Regions from separate parts of the Sus scrofa genome. Here regions 2 and 3 are each linked to region 1. Evidence: chromatin contacts called from public HiChIP or PLAC-seq data. All regions are on one chromosome and are shown on one strand. Each heading gives the region's core, a stretch centred on a gene start, on an enhancer-like site or on the middle of the called end of the contact. The rest is flanking DNA. Distances are from core to core; before and after follow the strand shown. Region 1 overlaps IKZF1 (DNA-binding protein Ikaros). Region 2 has its middle 86 kb from the start of IKZF1. Region 3 overlaps C9H7orf72.

Evidence for each region. HiChIP or PLAC-seq counts read pairs in DNA pulled down with a chosen protein or histone mark.
Region 2: an H3K27ac HiChIP or PLAC-seq map of alveolar macrophages shows a contact between it and region 1. The contact joins two enhancer-like sites. A contact is called at or near these places in 7 of 47 Hi-C or Micro-C datasets (alveolar macrophages, blood, embryonic fibroblasts and 2 more) and 1 of 2 datasets of contacts at active chromatin or transcription factors (alveolar macrophages).
Region 3: an H3K27ac HiChIP or PLAC-seq map of alveolar macrophages shows a contact between it and region 1. The contact joins two enhancer-like sites. A contact is called at or near these places in 1 of 47 Hi-C or Micro-C datasets (blood) and 1 of 2 datasets of contacts at active chromatin or transcription factors (alveolar macrophages).

What each region holds. Positions count from the first base shown.
Region 1 is chr9:136,437,683-136,440,592 of Sscrofa11.1, forward strand. It overlaps IKZF1 (DNA-binding protein Ikaros), which reads left to right. Exons shown (of 9, transcript XM_021063913.1): 5 at 2,149-2,409. Among named protein-coding and RNA genes, the nearest start is that of FIGNL1, 49 kb to the right of the region's middle. Within about 2 kb of position 1,324, at least 2 of the 83 cell types and tissues checked have an H3K27ac peak or open chromatin away from gene starts, as enhancers often do. A contact at or near this core is called in alveolar macrophages, where this site is marked.
Region 2 is chr9:136,284,354-136,287,635 of Sscrofa11.1, forward strand. No RefSeq gene overlaps it. Among named protein-coding and RNA genes, the nearest start is that of IKZF1, 86 kb to the right of the region's middle. Within about 2 kb of position 1,263, at least 4 of the 83 cell types and tissues checked have an H3K27ac peak or open chromatin away from gene starts, as enhancers often do. A contact at or near this core is called in alveolar macrophages, where this site is marked.
Region 3 is chr9:136,207,559-136,210,538 of Sscrofa11.1, forward strand. It overlaps C9H7orf72, which reads left to right. Exons shown (of 7, transcript XM_021063908.1): 3 at 2,314-2,390. Among named protein-coding and RNA genes, the nearest start is that of C9H7orf72, 20 kb to the left of the region's middle. Within about 2 kb of position 1,608, at least 5 of the 83 cell types and tissues checked have an H3K27ac peak or open chromatin away from gene starts, as enhancers often do. A contact at or near this core is called in alveolar macrophages, where this site is marked.

The DNA.
Region 1 (2,910 bases), core at 74-2,573:
GTGCAGAACCCAGCGAGCAGCGAGGCCCTGGCAAGTGAGCCTCTGCCCAGAAACTTAAAGGGTACAGATCTGAGAACTTGATTCCCAGGAGTTCAGGGTCCCAACTGCCCAACCACCCTCCTCTTCCCCCTCACCCCCACCCCATCTCCTGAACTCACTGTGTCAGGAGGACTGTCTCTGGCAGAGGTTGGGGGGGTGGGGGGGCTGTGATGCAGGATGCTGCAAGACCTGCTCTCAGAATCTTGCCAGGAGTGCACACGGAGAGCTCTTCCTGGGTTCTAGGACAATCGTTTGATGCCGGGACAATGGAAAGAGCTGGCCCCTCGTTTCTAGTCTCAAAGTGGACAGTGAGGGCAGTGGCTAATTCGTTCTGTCCACTTATCTGTCCACAAGTCTTCCCTCCAAGGAGCTGACAAGCAATCCTCAGCAATAAAGCTTTAGGAACGTGGGTGCTCGAGCCGGGCTTCGTGGTTCATACCTCCCAGCTGTGTGACCTCAGGCGAGTTGTACAGCTTCTCTGTGCCTGAGCTGCTTTCACTGTAAACTAGGATGACAGTGCAGTAATATTTAAGGGCATGGCTCTGGACACCTGCTCTCACTTGCCAGGCCAGTCTCTGCTCTCAGCTCACTTTGCATCTTTCCCTATTAAATCCTCTCAAAGCCCCTGTCGGGCCTGTGCTGACAGTTCCCAGTTTTACAGATGAGGACACCGAGGCGCAGAGAAGCAATAGGAGTCTCCCGGGATCTCAGCGCTGTGAAGAGTGCAGCTGAGATCCCACACCAGGAGGGTTGACCTCAGAGTCTGGGCTCTGGACTTCACATCCCTGGGAAAGTGTTGACTCAGAGGAACTGGGAACAGCGTTGCCCAGACCTGAGGGGTCACGGGACTCTCCTGGAGGCAGGTGTCAGCACCCAGGGCAGGGCCATCCCCAGAGTTTCCAGCTCAGCGGGTCTGGGGTAGACCCAGGAGTCTGCTGTTGTAACTAGTTCTCAGGAGATGCTGGTCCTGCCGGTCCAGGGAGCACACCTGGATTCACAGCGTTGATCAGAGATTTTGTGGCCGTGGCGACTCTCGCGCTCATTGATTATTTGACCGGGCAAAGTTTACCTACTTGCTCTTATTAATCTGTGGCGACTGGGATGGGAACGATGGCTTTCAGGGTAACTGTAGCTTCTCCCGGTCCTGACAGTGTCAGATCCAGCATCCAGCATCAGTCAGCATTGCAGAAGAATGTAAACAAAATGTCTCTTTGCTTCCCAAGAAAAGTATGTAACCAACAGAAATAACTACCCTATAACCGTGACTCAGCAGCACAGAGTGGCCAGCAGTTCCTCTCCTGGAGCCCTTCACCCGCACGCGTCCCTGACTCTTCCTGAAAAGCCAGCCCAGACCTCTTAACAGCCCCTGGACAAAACCTCCCTTCACCCCCTGGAAGAAACCTCAGCCATCAGGGCTCTCTTAGAACACAGGCTTTATTACCATTGCGAATATATAGGGTTGAGAGTGAGCAGGTGCCAAAGAAACAGACAGACAGGACTCTTTGCGGAATCAGTGGTCAGAAATCTGAGCACCGGCTTGCCGGGTTTTGTCCCCACCTTTATCAAGACACAGAAGAAGGGCAGATCACTAGTGCACAGCCTTCGGCTCAGGCGGACTTTTTCAGGCTTGATAAGGGGACTTTGCCACAACCGGGTCCCCCACCTGGGTGAGGAATACTCACCTTCTGCTGTGAGGGGTTCGTCTCGCTCACGGGGTGTCGGACTCGGCCCAGGTCAGTCCAGAGGGGCCACAAGGCTGGCCCTGTGGACCCAGTGACAAACCCTGCTTAGAGGTCCCCCCGTCCCATGCTAAAGTGAGAATTTATAAGTAGCTCTCCCATGCATTTGCACCGTCCACCATTTGGACCTACCGGGAGGGCAAGCAGGAGTCCCAAGCCCGTGATGCTCGCTGTCCCGTGTCACAGCCCCCTGTGGGCCGATCAGTCCTGAGCTCAGGCTGCATTCCCTGGTACCAGCTGCTGAGGACCTCTGCTTAGAAGCTGTCCGCTCCCACCGGGTTGTCTTTGCTGCTGTGCTGTGCTGTGCTGTTGCTGTTGCTGTTGTTTTCAATGACACTGAGCGGCCCCTGTGTTGTATTGTCTCTTTCAGCCGGTAATGTTAAAGTAGAGACTCAGAGTGATGAAGAGAATGGGCGTGCCTGTGAAATGAATGGGGAAGAGTGTGCGGAGGATTTGCGGATGCTCGATGCCTCCGGAGAGAAAATGAATGGCTCCCACAGTGCCCAAGGCAGCAAAGCTTTGTCAGGAGCTGGAGGCATTCGACTTCCTAACGGCAAACTAAAGTGTGATGTCTGTGGGATAATTTGCATCGGCCCCAATGTGCTCATGGTCCACAAGAGAAGCCACACTGGTAAGGCCTGACGTAGTTCCTCCTTTGGTGGCCTGGAAAGGCCGTCGGGGTGTCGCTGAGGGCTCTGCCCCTCCCGCCGAGTGTCCTGAGGGAGGCAGGCGTAGCCTCCTTGTTCTCCACCAACACTGGGAAGCACCACTGAACACGCGCCCCTTCACCCTACAAGTCAAGGCCACTAGACAGCAAGGGAAGGGAACTGCCTCCTCTGCTCCATCTCTCAAGGGCCCAGGGTTGCACCTGCTGAGTAGTGGCTGTGGGGCTCCTAGGTGCCAACCAGGTCACCCTTGAGAAAATGGGGCAAAACAAACCAAAAAGAGATTGATCCACTGCAGTCTACTCCTCACCTTTCCCACTGAAAAACCAGGAGTAAAATCGGCCTGTGGCGGGTATTTCAAACCTACAGGGCTTGATTTTTAGAAACATCAGTTGCCTAATGGAACAGCCGCCAAGTTGAGTCTTGCAGAAAGTGCTCAGTTTTCAGATGGCTTATCCTCCAGCGGG
Region 2 (3,282 bases), core at 13-2,512, 150 kb before region 1:
GAGCTCAGGACAGATCACCTCGCACCTGCAGCATGTGGAAATTTCCAGGCTAGGGATCGAATCGGAGCTGCAGCTGCAGGCCTATGCCAGGGCCACAGCAACACCAGATCCAAGCCGCCTGTGCGACCTACACCAAAGATGGTGGCAACTCCAGACCCTTAACCCACTGAGCAAGGCCGGGGATCAGACCTGTCATCCTCACGGAGACATCGTTGGGTCCTTAACCAGCTGAGCCACAAAGCAACCCCCTCCTGGAGGTTTCTAAGTACAGACAACCTGAGGGGTGCGACGGGGCGTGCACACATCCAGGCAGCTCCTCTGTCGGCCAGGAGCTGTCCATGTGGAAAGTGCACTTCTGGGTTTGGTGGAAGTTGGAAGAGAAAATCACGGGGAGGAAATTATCTCCCTCTCACCCTAAAGTACCTCTTCTCCCCCCAAGGTGGAGGCAAGATAGGGGACTGTACCCACAAAAAGGTAACAGTTACCTTGCAGGAGTAGAGCCGGCAAGGGGGTGCTGGCCAGCAGGTGGCAGTAGTGATGGGTCCCTGCACCAACCAATCAGAATGGGTGCCCAGCTCTGGGTGAAAACAGGCCAACCTTGTATAAGACCACCTGTGCCCCCCAGCCAGCACCTTCCTTCCCTTGGGCGGGGCTGTCTCTCTGCCAGCTCCCAGTTCCACATTTGGGGAGCAAGTCCTGTCCCACAGTGGGCATGTGTATTCTGAGCCTGCTGAGTTCCAGACACCCGCCAGGCCTGGGTTCTGCAAGGGACTGCCCTCGGCCCTTCCCAGCTGGGTAGGGGAGGTGATTCCAGGGGAGGAACAGCGCCTTCCAGAAGTCATGGGGTGGGGCTGCAGCCTGAGATCCTACAGGTGGGGTGGGTGAAGACCAGCTCGAGGCAAGGCAGGGCAGCTGAGTCCTTGGCACTCGGAACAGGACCAGGGCTGGGCATTCCTCCTGGAATGAGGAGCTGGACCAGGACTTCAGGGTGGGGAGGGAAGAGAGGAGGGGATTGGCGGGGGGGGGGAAGCTCCAAGCAGGGGCGTGGAGGGAATCACTGCGGACCCCAGAGCTCTCTCTGTCATCTCTCCCCCCTCACACCTGTGCCACCAGCATTACTGGTTAGCTTGTCTGTCTGTCCCCAGATGCTACTGTGAACTCTGGAAACTACTGGAAAGATGCATCGGTGTTTATGTCTCAGGGTCATCCCATCTCAGTTCCCTGAATACAGCAGGCGCTCAGCTGGGGAGCTGCCCAGTGCAGGCGGCCACGCTGACGAGGAAGGCGTGGGGGGAAGAGGAACCGTGTTTGTCTTGGGTGTCGGGCACCATGGCATGATATGCCTGCGATGGTTGGAAGGACTCTGCAGCACAGGGCGAGGCTCCTGCACATGCCCGGGTGCTCAGGAGAGTCTCGATGCAAGAGGAGGCGGTCGCATCAAACTCAGTCACTAAGCTCCTCCTGGGCTGAGCGCTGGGGGTGCAGATGGAGGAGTTTGAGCAGAACAGAAAACAGGCAGAGACAAAGTCAATGCAGCTGTCTTCCTCCCAAAGGACTCTGGTGGAGGCTGGGGAGAGAGGGGGTGGAGGCCCTGAGAGGTCAGGGGACCTGGGACCCGGAGCCCCCATCCCGGGCACCAGGAGCAAGAGTGAGGCGGCGAGAGGCAGTGCGGGTCCCCTGTGAGGAGCAGGGGCTGGCGGGGGGAGGCAAGGACGTGCAGCCAGCGGGCAGGTCAGTGAGGCTTCCAGGCCGGAAAGGGATGCAGGTCTTCCCCCGAGGAGGAAGGAGGCTGCGGGTGTGTAGATGGGCCGCCAGAGGCCAGAGGTGGAGCACAGCTACCTCTCTGGTCTCCGTGTGAAAAGAGGGCAGGCCTGCGGGTGAGGCCCTGAAGGCCACAGCCTGGTCCAGGGAGAGGGGACGGGAGCCTGCAGATGGGGCAAGGAGAACCTGAAGGTGCGGGATGCTGCTGGAAGTGAAGCTATAGCCGTGAGAACCCGCAGAGGGAGCAGCTATGTCCAGCCGGGGAAGGGGGCCTGTGGAAGGGGAGCTGGATGAAATGCCCTCGAGAGGCAGATTAGGTGTGACACGGGGGCCGTGAGCTGGAGACGGTGCGGTGACTTCATCAAAGGCTTGGTAGCTCAGTCTGAGCTTTCTGGGAAAAGCCACCTTTCTGTTGGTGGAGGGTTGAGCAGGAGCTGGGATGCTCCCTGGTGCCTGGCGTCCCCATGGTGCGGGGCAGGCCCGGACCACCTGGCCTTGGCCCTCCCGGGCTGGCTCTCATGTCCAGTTCAGTCGCCAGAAGTAGCCCTGTTTTCCGAGTCATCAGCCACCTTGATTCCTTGCCCGTGTTCTTTTGTTCTTTATGTTCTCAGCGCTGACCGGAGAGAGGCCTTCTGCCTCCTTATCGGCTGGGAAGGGCATCCACGTGTCTCAAGTCCTTTCTGGCCACAGCAGATGGAGCAAGGCCATAACTGAGAGAAAATAGAACTGCCCTGTTGGATCTGAAATTGTTCTCTTTGCTTTCTTCAAGAGGAGAACCAGGGCACGAGAGGCAGAAGCTACTTCTGCAAAGAGATCCCAGACTTTCATCGTGGCTCCAGAACCACGGCTGCAGTGTCCCTCGTTGACAGGCAGTGGGCAGAACTCCTTTGATTGACTGATTGATTGACTGATTAATTGATTTTGACTTTTAGGGCCTCACCTTTAGCATAAGGAAGTTCCAGGCTAGGGGTCAAATCGGAGCCACAGCCACAGCCACAGCAACGCGGGATCCAAGCCTCCTCTGCGACCTACACCACAGCTTACAGCAACACCTGATCCCTAACCCACTGACTGAGGCCAGGATCGAACCCGCCTCCTCACGACCCTAGTCAGATTCATTTCCACTGCGCCCCAACGGGGACTCCCCAGAGCTCATTTTGTGTTTCTCTGAAGAAACTGTTCTCAAGTGCGAGGATCAGTTTTTCAGGAGCAAAATATCCTTCAATATTTTGAAGAAAGGCTTTAAAGCAGAAATTAAAGTGGTTTCCTTCCACGGATAAAGAGCCACTACCCAAAGCCAGATCTTTGTTTTGGTCACAATAATATGTTTTTTAAAAAATGAAATACTTCATAAATTGTTGCCTTTTTAGATATCACTCCTAATTTGATTACTATGAAATAATAGGCAGGCATTTTTCTTTTCTTTTCTTTTCCCTCTTGCTTTCTTTTTCAGCTGCACCCACAGCCTATGGAAGTTCTCGGGCCAAGGAGCGAATGTGAGCCACAGCTGCGACCTATGCC
Region 3 (2,980 bases), core at 358-2,857, 230 kb before region 1:
TTCCTTTACCTCATCCACACCCTGGCATTCCTAGCTAGCCCAATCGAAGAAACATAAAAATAGTATCGAATTTGAAAGAATTACACAAAACTATTATTCTTTTTTTTAAAAGAATAGTATAGTCAGTTTACAGTGTTCTGTCAATTTCTGCTGTACAGCAAAGTAACCCAGTGATAAATAAATAAATAAATAAATATATATATATATATATATATATATATAATTCTTTTTGTCGTATTATTCTCCGTCATGTTCCATCACAAGTGACTAGACATAGTTCCCTGTGCTATGCAGCCGGACCTCATTTCTTATCCACTCCACATGAAATAGTTTCCATCTGTTCATCCCAGTCCATCCCGCTCCCTCCCCCGTCCCTTGGCAACCACAAGTCTCTTCTCTATGTCAGTGAGTTTGTTTCTACTCTATAGATACATTCATTTGGGCCATATTTTAGATCCCACATGTAAGGATATCATGTGGTATTTGTCTTTCTTTCTGGCTTACTTCACTTGGTATGAGAGTCTCTAGTTCCATCCATGTTGGCTCAAATGGCATTATTTTGTTCTTTTATGGCTGAGTAGTATTCCATTGTGTATATATACCACATCTTCTTAATCCATTTATCTGTCGATGGACATTTAGGTCGTTTCCATATCTTGGCTACTGTGAATAGTGTTGCAGTGAACGTAGGGGTGCACGTATATTTCGGAATGAAAATTTTGTCCAGGTATAGGCCCAGGAGTGGGGTTGCTGGGTCATATGGTGGTTCTGTGTATAGTTGTCTAAGGTACTTCCATACTGTTTTCCATGGTGATTGTACCAATTTACATTCCCACCAACAGTGCAGGAGGGTTCCCTTTCTCCACACCCTCTCCAGCATTTGTTATCTGTGGACTTACTAATGATGGCCATTCTGACTAGTGTGAGGTGGTACCTCACTGCAGTTTTGATTTGGACTTCTCTAATAATTAATGATGTTGAGCATTTTTCCATATGCCTGTTGGCCATCCGTATGTCTTCTTTGGAGAAATGTCTATTTAGGTCTTCTGCCCATTTTTCATTTGAGTTGTTTGCTTTTTTGCTGTTGAATTGTATGAGCTGTTTGTATATTTTGAAGATTCAGCCCTATCGGTTTCATCATTTGCAACTATTTTCTCCCATTCTGTAGGTTGTCTTTTTTGTTTGTTTGTTTGTTTCCTTTGCTGTGCAAAAGCTTGTCAGTTTGGTTAAGTCCCACTGTTTTTATTTCTAATGTCTTGGGAGACTGATCTAAGAAGATATTTGTATGGCTGATGCCAGAGTATCTTCTTTTGAGGACAAAAGAATCCTGTCACCAGAATACGAAAAAAATTTACAACAAAAATTACAATCTAACATATCCATAAATAGACCAAAAAAGTCTTTAGCAACAGTTTACTAACTTGAATTTGACAATATATAAAAAAGATAATGGGAGTTCCCATCGTGATGCAGCAGAAACGAATCTGACTAGTATCCATGAGGATGCAGGTTTGATCCCTGGCCTCACTCAGTGGGTTAAGGATCTGGCTTTGCTGTGGCCGTGGTCCAGGCCAGCAGCTACAGCTAAAATTCAGCCCCTAGGCCTGGGAACTTCCATGTGCTTCGGGTGTGGCCCTGAAAAGACAAAGAAAAAAAAGATAATGAATCATGAGTAAGTGGGGATATTCCAGGATTGCACAATTGGTTTTGCATTCAACATCAATGACTATAATTTACTATATATGTCCTCTAACCACCACAGAGTTAAATTAAAAATAAATAATAGCTGTAATATGTCTAGGAAAACATCAAATATTTTTAAATTAAACACTACAAATCTAAATAACCCATGAATCAAAGAGAAAATCACAGGAGAAATCAGAAAATACTTTAAACTGAATGGTGAAAATAAAACAACAAATTTGGTGTAAAGAAGTTCAACCTCTGCTAGGAAGGAAAAAGTCGTCTTTTGTGTGCTTATTAGGAAACAAGAAAGGTCTAAAATTAATTACATAAATTTCAATCTTAAGAAACTAAAAACAAGCCAAAAATAAGAAAGGGAAAGATTAAAAAGATAAGAGTAAGAGTAAATAATATCTAATTATTAAATTTTAATTTAATCATTAAGAGACTATATACACAGAATGTAAATTTCCAAGGCAATAGAGGGAAACTATTTAAATCTGTTTCATCCAAGAGGTGCTTTGAAAGAAGAAAAAAAGCTGAAAGGGAAAAAATAAAGCATGGCAAATAGAAAACATTACAGTTCTCATTTATATCTGCTCTTTTAAACTTCTTATTTACCCCTTCTAGGATGATGGAGATACACTCGTGCAACCGAACAAGAAATACAGCGCAAAAGACTCATTTTACAAGTCCTCCACGCAAAAGTAAGCATTTTTCCCAATAGAACTTAATTTTACTATATATTTCTTTTATCTTTAATAATACGTCCCCTTCGTGCTCAGAATATCCTGAATCCTGTGAGGAATTCAAAGAGCACAGCACACACATCAGAGCTCAGCACACACATCAGAGCTCAGCACACACATCAGAACACAGCACACACATCAGGACGATTCTTTACCTTGATTGAGAAAACAAACAGCTAAAGGAGGAAGACCTATATTTAACAGAAAAGTAAAACCAAAACAGAAAGGAAATGATCAGAGGAGGAGGAGAGGAGGATACAGCATCATAGGGGGGCAGAGAAGCTTTTTACTCAGTCGAAACCATACAGAGTGTCTGTTATGTGTCCATGTCCCAGACTGTGAGATTTACCGGAGAATAAAAGGCCCCCTTTCGGAGTTCCCATCTTGGCTCAGTGGTTAATGAATCCAATTAGGAACCATGAGGTTGCAGGTTCGGTCCCTGGCCGTGCTCAGTGGGTTCAGGATCGGCGTTGCTGTGAGCTGTGGTGTAGGTCGCAGATGTGGCTCGGATCCCGCGTTGCTGTGGCTGTGGTGTAAGCTGGCGGCTA